3 separate regions of the Gasterosteus aculeatus genome follow, and all the other regions are linked to region 1. Evidence: chromatin contacts called from public Hi-C data. All regions are on one chromosome and are shown on one strand. Each heading gives the region's core, a stretch centred on a gene start, on an enhancer-like site or on the middle of the called end of the contact. The rest is flanking DNA. Distances are from core to core; before and after follow the strand shown.

Region 1 (4,442 bases), core at 1,130-3,629:
ACTTCCAACGACGCCGCACTCCGAACGGTTTGAGTGTCCATTTCGGGATGCAATTAGAGTCCAATTAAATCCTACACTTTCTAACCCACGAGCGACGGGCGAATCTGATGGCCGCTGCTGGACGTGGGGGGGGGGGGGGGGGAAAGGGGGGGGGGGGGGGGGTGAGAGCGAGCGGCTGTCAAGGCCTTCTCCCCGGGCCACCGCGGTAAATAATGTCTTCTAATTTAACTTGCTCGGCTAAATAAGCATTAAGAAGGGAGCGAGGGATGGGTGGGAGTCAGCAGGGAGAGAGATACGGTTATAGGGAGGGAGGGAAGGAGGGAGCCACAGTGGCAGGACCCTTCGCGATAGGACACACGAGTTATCAATCGCCTGTAAATGTCAGGCACTCGGATGTGCACTCATGAATGATGGATATCTGCCTTGTTTATTTTTTTTTCCCCCCATCTTCTCTACATTGTATTATTGAGTGAGCGTCACCCCGGGAGTCTATCTCAAGAGGTAATACTCCCTCCTGGCAGTGGCAGCTGTACCTGAATCCTAAATCATCCCAGTGGACAAGGTGCAGTGGAGGAAAGCAAAGAGCAAGAGCTCTTTTGCATTTTTTTTTAACCTTGAGTCGCCACCCTGGAGGTAACTGCACATGCCGGGATAAAGGTAGAGGATTACATGGGTGGAGAGACAGAAACGGAGTGAGGTGGCATTTAAGATACCTGGGTACTTTGCTGAGGACCCCCCACCCCCTCTTTTGAGCACCCCGTGGCAGCCTCATGTCTAACTGCAGACCCCCAATTAGCTCCACAAAATGCTCAAAGTGAAACTTTTCTTCGCAAGGAAAAAAAACAAACTTCAGGTCATCCTGGGTAACATCATTTGTGAAAAGGTTCTACGTGCACATGAACGTGTGATAACAATGAAAAGGAAGCCTGAGTTTACAGAGACTGCTGGGCAACAGCAACAGCAACAACACGCTTAGTCTCCACAGGAACCCGACAGCGATCTGGAGGGATTATTGCGGTGAGAATTTGAATGACTAGTCAAACCAAAGCGATTAAAACAACTTCAGCAAAGTAGAAAACACACACACACACAGATTTCAGTAAGTTAAAAACAGTCTCAAAGAACAACTGCTGTATAGCATCTTGTGGGCCCATCTCTTTATTTATGGCACTGGTTGGACGCGCAAACTTTTGGGTGGATCGGGTGATTTAATTATCAGCCAAATGGGCTTCACGTGACAATTCCCAAGCTACACACTTTCTCACACACACACACACACACACACACACACACACACACACACACACACACACACACACACACACACACACGCGAAGCTTAATGAGGAAATTATAGCCTCCGTGCAAAACGAAAAAGTCAAAGCATGATGAACACATCACGGATGTGATGCCAGCAGAGCGTAAACACACCCAACACATGCTGGCCACCATGGCGGGGAAAGGGGGGGGGGGGGGGGGGGGGGGGGTGCAGACCACCCCTGAGCGCCCCCGGCGCGGTGTCTCTTACCTTGAGCCTGAATGGAGTGGAGGAGTAGGTTAAAAAATAAAATCCATGTGGCACGCCACATCGATCTGCTCCGGGAGTCCGCGAACATCGTCCCCCGCCTCTCCAAAAAAAAAAAAAGATACCGGGCGGACTGGACAACAAGTGCCCGGTGCGCTTGGGGTTAGGGGGTTGGGGGGGGGGAGGATGGGCTGCTACTGTGTCCCGCGGTCGTCCGCTTGCTCGTCGGGTCTCTCGGTGTCTGGGAGCCCCGCTGGCAACTCGCAGCGGGCCAAGCGCGCAGATCTGGGGGCGCAACAACCGAGCTGCTGCTTCGTCAGCGTGTCGTTACCGACGCGATTCGTTTAAACGGAGTCGGTTGTTAGTTGTGGTGCCAAGTGAGTTGGATGCAACTCAGTCAGGCGAATCCAGCTTTAAGTCCAAATACAGTCCGCGTCTCGCTGCACCTGTGAGGAGACAATTCTGCACCTCCTACTTTTTCATCCACACTTCCAGCGTCCTTGAGATGCCGTCTCCTCTCCTTTTCCCTTGCCTCCTAGAACTTCAAACTTCCACCTCACCGCTGTCCCCGACCAGAGCAGTGGCAGTTTTGGTCTCTCCCCCCAAAAAAGCCACCCCGATGGACTTTACCTCGAATCCTGCCCACGGCGCGCTGTCAAGGATGGCATCTCATCCTGTGTCAGGAGCACTGAGGAACTTCGACGAGGGCAGCAAAGGGGGAGGAGGAGGAGGAGGAGGAGGAGGAGGAGGAGGCTCAAACTTGCACTCAGTCACGCCGTCATTGCTCGGAACCCGCCGTGGAGGAGAAGCGCGGCTGCCCGTGTGCGTCGGAGGAGGACGAGTCCCGGGGTTCAGTGTGAGGGAACGTTTCGGATCTGACGCGCTGGCGGCGCAGCGCATGTTGCCACCATGCGGCCGCGCGCAAAAGCGCATTCCCCGGCCCAACGGAGCCGCGCACAAAAGGGGGTTCTCCACTTAGGGGTTGTATTGCTTTCCAACACCACAGAAAAAAGGTGGCATGGATAAATACCTTTTTTTGTTAAAATGATTTAAGGAGCACGTGCTCTGCCCGTGTCACCGGGGGGCCTGGAGTGGAGAGACGCCATTGTGATATTAAGTGGGGGATTTACAATGTGTCTGAAATGCATTTGACCTGCTGGTGTTTTTCTCAACCCACTACATTTTTCCTAAATGTAGTTGAAGCTGTGTGGAATCCTGTAATTCCTCCACGCTGTTCGGAGGTGCATGACACAACCATAGAGACACCAATGGCTGTCTTAAGTCTTTAGACATGGGCTGGAACGGCTGCATGTTATCTTGCCTGCGTTGGTGAGGAGGGAGGACAGGGGGAAGGAGAGGTTGAGAAATAAAAGAGGGAAGGATGGAAGTAGGAAGAGCAGAACGAGAGAGGGAGAGAGGAGAGGAGAGGGTGATGGAGAGCGACTGAGAAAAGGCTGTTTCCGAAATGACAGTATCAGTAAAGTCGAGGCTGAGGGAGAGAATGAGAGAGCATGACGGAGCAAATGTTCCTGTCTTGAAAATGACAGTGCCTCTCCGGGAGAAAGCAGGAGTGTTAATGTCAGTAATGTTTTATGTTTTTTTTGTTTTTTTATCCGGCAAATGGAGTGTACATATAAGCCACCACAGGGCATCAAAGAAATAATGCACCGTGGTAAAAGCTTGATCTTCATTTTTTGGTTTTCTCGCTCTCATCCAACAGTGTCGTACCTTGCCCAAAAGTTAAAAAGAGAGTTAATATCAGAAAAAGCAGGATGGAGCGCTTCCTCGACCTCCCCCAAGGATGCACCTAATTAAGATTTTTTTTTTCCAAAGCACTGATTGTAACTATAAGCAAAAGGGTAATCTGCAAAAACCATGGACACAATTTATTGAGCCACAGCTTTTTATACATGAGAGGCAATGCTGCTGTTTGTGTGGCTTCAAGGTATATTCACTTCAGTGAGCGATCTTTTTATTTGGCCCTAGAATTAACCAAAGAACTGGTATTGATGATTCAGAGGTACTCGAAGCAGACTGCAATTATTTTTGAGTTATTCTGACATTTGCCCTGGGCATCCATATTTAAACACCTCAAACCAAACCATGGGATGCCATTGTTGGTACAGAAGAGGAGGCACAAACAAGTGCAAAGACACCTGGAAGTAATTTGAGGCTGAAACTTAATCACGTGAAAGGACCATGACCTCTTAGCAGCTCATCACTTCATAAGCTGCTAAGTTGAAATGTGAAAAATGACGATACAAAAAAAAGATACAAATGGAGGTTCAGGGACACACAAATGACCAAGTACAAGAGGAAGATGTTTTAATAAATGCATTGTTGGAAGCGGTTGTTGTGGATGGATGCATCCAATAAGGAAACCTCCCCCAGGAGGTAAATCTTAGTGTTGATTTGTAGTTTCACAGGAGAAACTAACACCTTCTAAATGTCAAGCTTTTTAAGTTTAATTGCGTAACAAGTTTGGTAAACTTACTTTTAACCAAACCATGATCTTTCCTTTAACATAAACAAGTACATTTTTGCTTGAACCTAAATTCATTCGCCTAAAATCCTGGTTTGTTGTAAGTAAGTACAGTAAGTAAGTAAGTGAAACATGCTTTCTCATGACGACAATGATTATGATCACATAATTGCGATAAGTCAAAAACACTAACTCGGGAGGATGTACATTTCTCTGGAGACATAATTGATCCTTCAGGGACGTATTTTGGGAACTTAATGTTCCCAAAGTTGCCCAGTTTGCACTCAGAATCTCTTATCTGACCAAAACTTGAACCATGAAGATTAACTATGAAATTCATCTCTTTTTTTATTTTTTCAGGTCAAATTTAAAGAGGCCCTCTAAGGTAAAACTTCCCCTGCAGCCTCTGATGCCAGGAAGACCGGAGAGGCGTGTT
Region 2 (4,442 bases), core at 997-3,496, 230 kb before region 1:
CAAGACAGAAGTTAATCATTGGTCCGTTACAACTCTCACACATGCGATAGCGTCCCATCACGCGTGCTCGATGCAGCATCTACTAATGGGATCGGGATCGACAAATTAGGTGCTTAGGTGATGAGCCCTTAAGGCAGGTCCAACTCGGTCTCTTTGCAGCTTCCAGCCAGACGATATCAACCGAGTAGATACTTGACTGTCTGCAACAGGACTTCTTTTCACACTCTTTTATGTCCTTTTCTGGGTCTTCTCTGAAGTCTACCTTCGCTTTATTTCCCTTTACTCTCACTGCCGCTTCTGCCCCCCACCACCCCCCTTCCCACCTCTGGGGAAGAAAATCTGGTATTTCACATTCTGATTGGTACGGTGACCCCTCCTCCCCCCCGGCCCAGTAAGGCCTGTGGAGCACCATCGAACAGACGGATATGAAAGAAGCCAAATGACGTAATTAAGCCCCAACGGAGGCAATACAATATATATATTTTTTAAATTCTCCGACTGTGGCTTCATGATTTCCTTTGGCTTACATTTGTTTCAATTCAGTGTACGCAAGAGGCAGAGAGATGGACTGTATTCAAAAGCCCATGACAAAATAATGAAGACATTCATCATCACATGCTCACAGCTCCACAATAAAACGGGAAAAACGACTGCAAAGATAAAGACGATGACCTCCGACTGACAAATGGGAGGACCGGGTCCATCGTTCACAGTGGCGACCAAATATCCTTGGCCCCTTGGCATTGCCCCCCCCCTCTTGCTGCACAGTATATGTGATACTACATGTTCAGCCCCGACAGCTCGGCACCAACTGACCTTGTAGCCCTGGTTGATGCCGTTGATGAACTGAGGGTTCGGGGCCGTCCACGTGAAGCGGATCGTCGTCGAGTTGACCGACTCGGCCTGCACGTTGCCGGGGGCGATGGTGGGCACTGGGAGGGTCAAGCCGAGGTGGGAAGGGGGAGGAGAAGAAAAAAACAGGGTGTGAGAACACGCTCGAGTGGTCTGCTGGAAGTCCGCCGGCATCTGTTCGGATGTCGGTATCGATCGCCGCTGCACAGGTCAGGACAGATACCGTCATCACGGTCCTTCTGATGACACCAACCCCGCCAGCACCAGGCCCTCTCTGGGGATTCGTTTGAGACCGTGTGAGCTGATTATAGATTTCATGGAGATGCCACACCTTCGCGCGGGCCTCACGGAGAAGAATCAATGTTAATAGAGTTGAGCATCAGGTCGTATTTATTCAAAAAGACACATTCAATAATCAAGACTGAAAAAAATCAGTGGATGTTTCTTAAAATCAAGAAAGGATTCTTCAACGGTTCACGTCCACGGGTGCTAAGTGAAATAATCCCGCCTGAGGACTCTTCCGATTTCAAGGATTCTTTGACTTCTAGGCAGCACTTTGTTCGGAGTATTTTCGAGGTAGCATGTGAGCATCCCCCTTGCTCCCAAAACACCCACAATCTTAAGCCCACGATGTATTACTTACGTCAGTTAACATTTTTTTCAATGTTTTTTTCACTTTGGCAGTCTGCCAAAGTCTGTCTGAATAAATTTGAAGGGAGAAAGTTTCTTCGCTCAGCCACAGACTCGAGCGAACCCAGATACAACGTTCACGTCAAGCACAATTGCAAAGGCGAACAACATGTTTTCATATCTATTTTTTTTTTTTTGATTCAAGCAAGTGTGCTTTAAAATGTAAAATCTTTAACGGGGGTCAATTTATCTTAAGATGCGGTTGTTTTCATGTTTTTAACCCGCGTATCTTGTTTCAAGGAACCGAGAAATCAATATTCTTACTGGAACTGTTTGTTCTGTTTTGTGTTGTATGTGATGTTTCCTTTTTTTTTTCTCCAAATAAAGACCCAATCACATCAACGAAATGAGCTCTCACCTCCCTGCAGCGTCCACTCAGTCACTTTATGGCTGAAGGTGCCCAAGCCGGCCCCGTTGTAGGCGGCCACCTCGATCTCATAGTTGGTCCAGATGATGAGGTCCTCCAGCAGAAGGTTGGTCACATCGGGACTGGAAATGTTCTTAGTCTGGTAGTCCACAGGCAGCCCAGTGAGACGGTACCTGACACACACACACACACAAACATGAACGGGGATTCCTGCACTTCATCACTGAGGCAAAAACATGGCACAGCTCTGTTGCTTTCACAGTGAATGTGACATTGGAGCCGGTGCACTGACATTACAGCGCTTTGCCGCTTGAGCCAGTTCACCGGGCTCCCTGCTAGGGGGAGACAAAGCACCAGAAAACCAGCGATCAAAAAAACACTGGCTGTCCTCCGGAAAACACCTGCTGTTTCATTTGGATGCGGGGAATAAAACGCCCGACAGAAAACCAACGCTAAACACGCGCTTACAGGATTTACAGTCAGTTTGGCACACGCCTGACTCCAAAGTTTTTCTGAAGTCAAACTATTTTCCCTCAGTCTGACATATTTTTTAATTGCCGTGGTGTTGACTGACGCTGTATTGACAACGTCTTTTAATCATTTTCACTTACTCGTGTAGAAAGTAGAAATCTAAATTCTCAATGTGACACTTTAAACGTCTAACAGGAGGTGTGAACCTGGTGTCTGAACTGAATGTGTATGTCTGTAGCTGCTTGTGGCCTTTGGGATAACCAGATGGAACCGGATAGGTGTCAGGTGAGAAGGTGGAGGAACGGGGATCCTACCGGATGGTGTAGCCCCTGAGTATGCCGTTCTGGTGGCTCTCCGGCGGAGGCTGCCACTGGATCATGATGGACTGGTTGGTCCGGCCGCTAGCTATTACATTTTGTGTCGGAGCACTGGGGGGTTCCTCGGGGAGAGAGACCCTGCAGGACACACACACACACACACACACACACACACACACACACACATACACACACACACACACACACACACAAAGCCATAAAGCTATGAAGCTGGAGATATAAAAGAACATTTTTCCCTCTGGGAATCATCACCAACGCTGCTTTAGTTTATGTTAAACTAAAAGCTTTGTAATAATGCAGCAGCCTAAATGTAGCATTTCAATTTAAAGCAAACATTAGCACACACTAAAAAAAAACCTCCTGTCCTGTTCAGCACAGGTGACAAAAGTCACGGGATGCACATTTACTCGGACGGAACGGGTGTGCGTGGGAAGGGACGCGAGCGAGATAAGTGCAACGCGCGGACGCAGGGTGAGGCCGTGGGGAAGGCCGGACCAAATGCCGCCTGGGACTTAAATCCCTCCCGCGGCTTTTGGGATGCGAGAGCGCGCCGGCGCTTGTGCGTGTTTACATGCGATCCCGCATGTCCGTGTGCGCGCCCGGGCTTTTGGTAGACGTGCATCCCCTCCTCGCCGACTCTAGACTGAAGGGATCAGTTGTCTAGGAAACGGCGTTTCTGGGCACAACGCACTGTTTACGAACAGCCACTGAGTTCTGCGAGATCTTGTTCGAAGAATTCTCACAGCTATTGTCAGCTGAGGGATGGTGAGATGGAGGAATTAAGGGATGTCAAATAAAAGTGATTAACACATTTAAAATAAATTTAATAAAAAAACGGATCAACTTGTCATCAGAAAATTGCTGAGAAAATTCTCAATTTTTTACACCCTAGATAACAGCCACCAATAACTATTCTGGTGTTGAAAGGGGATGAGGGGTGTGTGTGTGGGAGGGTGGTTAGGATCTGTATTAAACTCACCGGTCAGTCTCCTTGCTGAACTGCCCCTTGCCCACATCGTTAACGGCACAGAGGCGGAACTGATAGGAGCGCGCCGGGATCAGGCCATTCACCGTCACCGCTACGGACTGGGGCTCGATATTGGCCAGCAGGATGGCCCAGGGAGCGTCTGGAACAAAGAGGGGCTGGGTTAACGCCTTGTTTCCGCACGTGCACACAACCGTCCACCTTAGCATCTCCAGCAAATGAAACATTTTGTACTAATATTCGGGAGGGATTTCTTCACTCTCACACCTGCAATCGTTCTGTCACGGTAGGTCACAGTTAAAGAAACTTGAATTCATTAAAAAACTGAAAGAAGTCTGAGAAAGGAAGTGATGGCACGACGCATTGCAGATTTAAGACATGTAATCTGAAAAAGGAGAGAAGTCTGTAGTTATATGCTCAGTTTTTCCCCAAAACTTGCATAAAACCTAATATCTAAAGCATAATAATAGTACTCTAATATATATCATATTCTAAACATTTGTTCCCTGTTTGGGAAGTATTGAGCCTACGAACCGGCTCAATGAGTGCATGAACTGCGTGGGAGTTTATAAACAGACGTTTTGATAGTAAACGGCCCCCGTTTACTTCAAATCATTAAAGAGCTTCTGGATTATTCACTGCCGCAGAGGTAGGCGTGAAAAAGTTGTATTCAAGAATTCAAGGCAATGCCGGGGTGAGCGATCCAAATAGAACGGATTTTATGAGAGATGAATAGTTG
Region 3 (4,442 bases), core at 1,057-3,556, 210 kb before region 1:
GACACAGAGGGGCGACGCTAAATTGACTCATATTCATATTCATATTCCGTAGCCTCCCGTGTGGAGGCATCAAGGGCAATCAATCTTGATCAGGCTCTAAATGTGTGCATTACTCAACATAGTAGATGACCAGCGCCGCAGCTATTCTATTATCTCCTAATATATTTCATTTGTTACAGCGCTTTGATTCCTCCCTCGCCTCATTATATCTTAAAAGCTGAGAAAAATACCGCGCTAAGATTCCCGCGTCTGCCCATTCGGAAGTGAGATCTACGGCCAACGACGTTTTTTGAGGCATTTCGCGTCGATCAGCCCCAACTTCTAATTGTTGTTTCGATCTCAGCTGTGCAGTTCTCCGACGCAATCATACCGGACTGATGTGAAGCTCTACGCAGTGTGTTTTTTTTCGCAATGCACCGCCTTCCGGATGAGAAAGCGCAGACTTTGGTTTTGTGTCGGATGCATACCGTGAGATTGTTTCACCTTTATGAGAGAGGTGCGGGATGTAAAAAGCAGCTGAAAGCCTTCAAACAAAACTTCAAACACTATCGTACACAGATTAGAAATAATAATATCTTTAGTAAATGTATGGATCAAGGTACGGGGGGGGGGCTTGATGGCAATCGTATTTTTCTTTAGCGTGCTGGCTCCACCCAGCTTAAAAAAGGAGCTTACATAAAAGTCTGGCAAGTGTGCAAATCTCCCGGCTTTGATCTGCAGTTTCGCCGATTTTATGTCCTCCTCCTCTTCCCTAAACTCTAATGCCGCGGCATGTTTCCCTTTGCCCGAGGCGTGTCTGCGCAACCCTAATTGTGCCACCTCAATGCCGGAGTTTGCAAAAGAGACCTCGCCATCCCTCTACGGCAAAAAAACAGTGTTGAAAGCAGAAAAGAGTCAGACTGCTGGAAGAGGGAAGAGCGGCACAAGCAATCGGTAAGCTACCAAAGTAGCATCTATAGCACTACACAAGTGGGCCGGTGGGAGTGTCGGGCCTCCTCTGTGCCCCTCCCATAACTTTCTCTCGCACGCCCTGGTTGGCTGCGTTGTTCATTCGGGTACAGCGGCGTGTCACGTCCGCTTAAATGCCGCTGAAACGAGGGGAAGCCAACAGACCTGGCGTACCCCGAGAGGGGGGGATAATGGGCGTAGGAGGGCTGCGCCTATCATAGGGGGGGGGGGGGGGGGGGGGATTTGTTTGCGACAACGCTCCAGACAGCTCAGCGGCGCGCTTGTAATAGCTCGTTAACAAGACGTCGTGAGCCGAGGGGCCTGGGAGCGGCGCCGGGAAAAAAAAATCGACAGAATGCAAAGGCGCACCCGAGCCCCTATTTTAAGGCACGAAGCGACAGATGTTGTTGACAAAAGCGCGCGAGAGAGAGAAAACGGCATAAGCGGCGGTCATATTGAAATTGAGCAAAGTTAAGAAACGACCACGGCAACAATATCAATCTAATGAGAGCGGCTGAGTGGAACAGCTGCCGGGGTTGACAACACCCAGAATGATGTGCAGGTAGATCTTTCACCCTGCCAGCATCTGTCCCTCCCTGCTCGGTCCCTGGGGCGGGAAAGGCAGCCGAACAAAGTGTCCACCTACCGTGTGCTCACATACCCCCTCCCTGCCTCCGCAGCCATGCTTTTCATTCAACCTTTAGTTCCGTTCACCTGCGTCTCATGCGGATACTTACAGGCCACCTGCACTTCTGTGCGCCTCTGCAGAAGAGCTCCCACGCGATTCCTCACGATGCAGCGGTAGAAGCCGGCATGGGAGCGGTCCAACGAAGGGATCAGGTACCTTTGGTGGGGACAGAAAACAAGCACAAGACACGGATGAGGATTCTTTTAGACGGCATCGGATGAAATAGTGAACTAAACAAGATAAAAGTAGATTCAAAAAGGGTCCTTATGTAAGGGCGCAAACACAGATATTTCTAAAAAGCACAAACAGTATTCTGAGAAGGTGCACACACACACACACACACACACACACCAACAAACACCATCTAATAGGAACAAGGGCACTGAGGACATCTGAGCTTAGCTATTGTTTATTCTAATGATAATGATGCTCGGGAGGCTAACCGAGCTTCCACAGCAAAGCTCTCCCCGAAGACACACACACACGCACACGCACGCACACACACGGGCACAGACGACCAACACACGCATTCCAACCGGCTCTATGCAAACGCACGCATGCGCACCAGCTCCCCTGGGACACAGATCGAAGCTACGCGTCTCCACCAGTCGACGCTCTCCCTCTGACCTTGACTTTTTGTGTCCAGCTGCGGTGGCAGTACCGCCTCCCCGCCAAGCGGAGGCAGCGCAACCTGCGCTTTACAAAAGCTGCTGTACTGCGAAGACTAACGACCCACTTGATGTATATGCGCGCGTCTTGAGGCACATCTGGTGTTGCAGCTGACGCTAGAAGAACAAGTGGCAAGTGCTGATGATGGAAAAAGTCTGCCTCTGCATTCGTTCCGCGTCCTCCACGTTGTCCACGAATGTGTGTGCAAAAACACACCTCGAGACAAACGAACCTGAGAATTGCACACAAAACAAACCTAAAACATTTGATGCTAAATTGCACTTCAAGTGCGAACAAAGATTTTGTGGCAACAACGGCGCTGCCTCTCGAGAAGAGACACCCTGAAAGAGTTACCCGCGCTTGTGCAAATCAAAGACAAACGTGTTGACGCGGTTGTCGGAGGAGGCTGGGATGAAGTGGCCGTTTCAAACGCCCCTAATGGTCCTCTGTGTGTGTGTGTGTGTGTGTGTGTGTGTGTATAGAAGCTGCTAGAAACCACCACTTTTGATCCAACCACAAGTTTACTGGCTTCTGGAGGAGACACCTGCAGACGCTTATCAGTGATCAATGTTTGTTCGACTGTGTGCACGCGGCTTCTTCGGCATCTGCCGTACAGCGATGCCGCTGGGATGCAAAAGATGCTCTATTTTCGATTTGTTTAAGTCGTTCATTTCAAAGATCAGGCTTCCAGACTGCTGAGCACGGCAGGCATCGTCTTGGCGCGGAAAGGAGATAGACGCCGCGGACAACTGGCGGCATAATAGATGTTATCACAACAATGAAGACGTTGGGAATTAGCCTTAAGAGAGTTGTGCATGTTTAATTCTAGCACAACACGCCTTGTCAATACACTTCTTGTGGGAGGTGAAACACTTCTCGCTGCGAGAATGGCGCTTACCATCGCTGCTGTCACATTGCTGCGCGCTACTTGCTCGAGAGTGCTTAGCGCACCGCCAGGCGGGACGCCGGAGTGATGTTTGGTTTTGTGATTCTACCTTTTGTGTCAAGAGGTTTTATTTGCATTAATGCATGTTTGGGAAGCGCTTGAGTGAATGACGGAGAAGTGAAAGAGAGCAATTTTAAAGTTTTGACAAGCTAATTGCTGGACGGTTTGGACACTTTACCAGAAATAAATCTTTTCGTTGAGGAGGAAGGAGTCAAATAATAGGAGGCGTTATAGGCCTGTTCCCCTAAAAGCACTAAAACGTGTGTAGGATGTTGCCAAACCAAACAGTACTCAGACTAAATATACATGAATAGACAAGTTTTCACAGACTGCCAGGGGCTTAACAGAAGCGAAATGAAATGATACTTTCTAAGAGGATGTGTATAATAAGCAAACCAAACGCATAAGTGTGCGGAATGAAACCCAGTACAGACAACCAGAATATATTTAAAAAGTCCTTATGAATTTGATCAGGCTGAGAAAAATCCCCCTTCAAAGTCTTAGCTGTCGTCTTTATGCCTTCAGGCTTGCAAAGTGACGTTACTTAAGACCAAACATACACACACAGATGGGCGACAAATTAAAATAGAAAGTGACACCCAATTAGGAGAAGTCAGAGAAACTTCAAGTCTCTGAACGGGGGAAACCGTTCCTCCACAAGATATTTCCTCTTTCTGTGTTTGGACAATGGTGATGAAGAGCGCTCACTAAACCCTTCAGCCGCCCGTCTCAGTTCTATTTCGTTATGTACATTAGTTGCGTCCGTGTTGGGAAACTTTACTTTTCGCTACATTTCAGCGATCAAAGCCGCTGACCCGTTGAGAGCAGCGCCTGTTGGTTTGCACGTTAACACGTTGGCGTAACACTGATGTCCAATGGGTCCAATGGGTCCAGTGGGTCCGCTCATTGATGTGTCTGATTCTCCCTGCTGGGTACTCAACAGTCCAATCAGACACTTGTGCAGGGAGGTTTTCAGCCTGCACATCTGGCTAACTAACTGGCCACAGCATGAAATAACTGTGGCTATGAAAACCTCTTGAATGTGAATGTTTTTTTTTGCATACTTTTATGTTTCCTTCCAGCGAACACAGCGGTTTCTGTCTGGACAGAAAATTGATATGTTGCTCACTGCTAACTGTTTTGGGAACAACAAGACGAGCCGCGCTTTACTTGACCTCTGCAACATCGGCA

Evidence for each region. Hi-C and Micro-C count contacts between places; a contact is called where the count stands out from the background.
Region 2: a contact with region 1 is called in a Hi-C map of skeletal muscle, with 2.8 times the contacts expected there. The contact joins the enhancer-like site here to the promoter of sdk2b in region 1. A contact is called at or near these places in 2 of 6 Hi-C or Micro-C datasets (both in skeletal muscle).
Region 3: a Hi-C map of skeletal muscle shows a contact between it and region 1, with 7 times the contacts expected there. The contact joins the enhancer-like site here to the promoter of sdk2b in region 1. A contact is called at or near these places in 3 of 6 Hi-C or Micro-C datasets (skeletal muscle and tail fin).

Annotation. Positions count from the first base shown.
Region 1 is chr5:9,797,431-9,801,872 of fGasAcu3.hap1.1, forward strand. sdk2b (sidekick cell adhesion molecule 2b) reads right to left here and starts at 2,380. Exons shown (of 45, transcript XM_078103193.1): 1 at 1,528-2,380. The coding sequence starts at 1,615.
Region 2 is chr5:9,564,280-9,568,721 of fGasAcu3.hap1.1, forward strand. sdk2b (sidekick cell adhesion molecule 2b) reads right to left here. Exons shown (of 45, transcript XM_078103193.1): 15 at 3,698-3,845; 16 at 2,695-2,835; 17 at 1,901-2,082; 18 at 817-932. Among protein-coding and RNA genes, the nearest start is that of cdc42ep4b, 35 kb to the left of the region's middle. Within about 2 kb of position 2,247, at least 5 of the 9 cell types and tissues checked have open chromatin away from gene starts, as enhancers often do.
Region 3 is chr5:9,587,850-9,592,291 of fGasAcu3.hap1.1, forward strand. It overlaps sdk2b (sidekick cell adhesion molecule 2b), which reads right to left. Exons shown (of 45, transcript XM_078103193.1): 3 at 1,686-1,792. Among protein-coding and RNA genes, the nearest start is that of cdc42ep4b, 59 kb to the left of the region's middle. Within about 2 kb of position 2,307, at least 1 of the 9 cell types and tissues checked has open chromatin away from gene starts, as enhancers often do.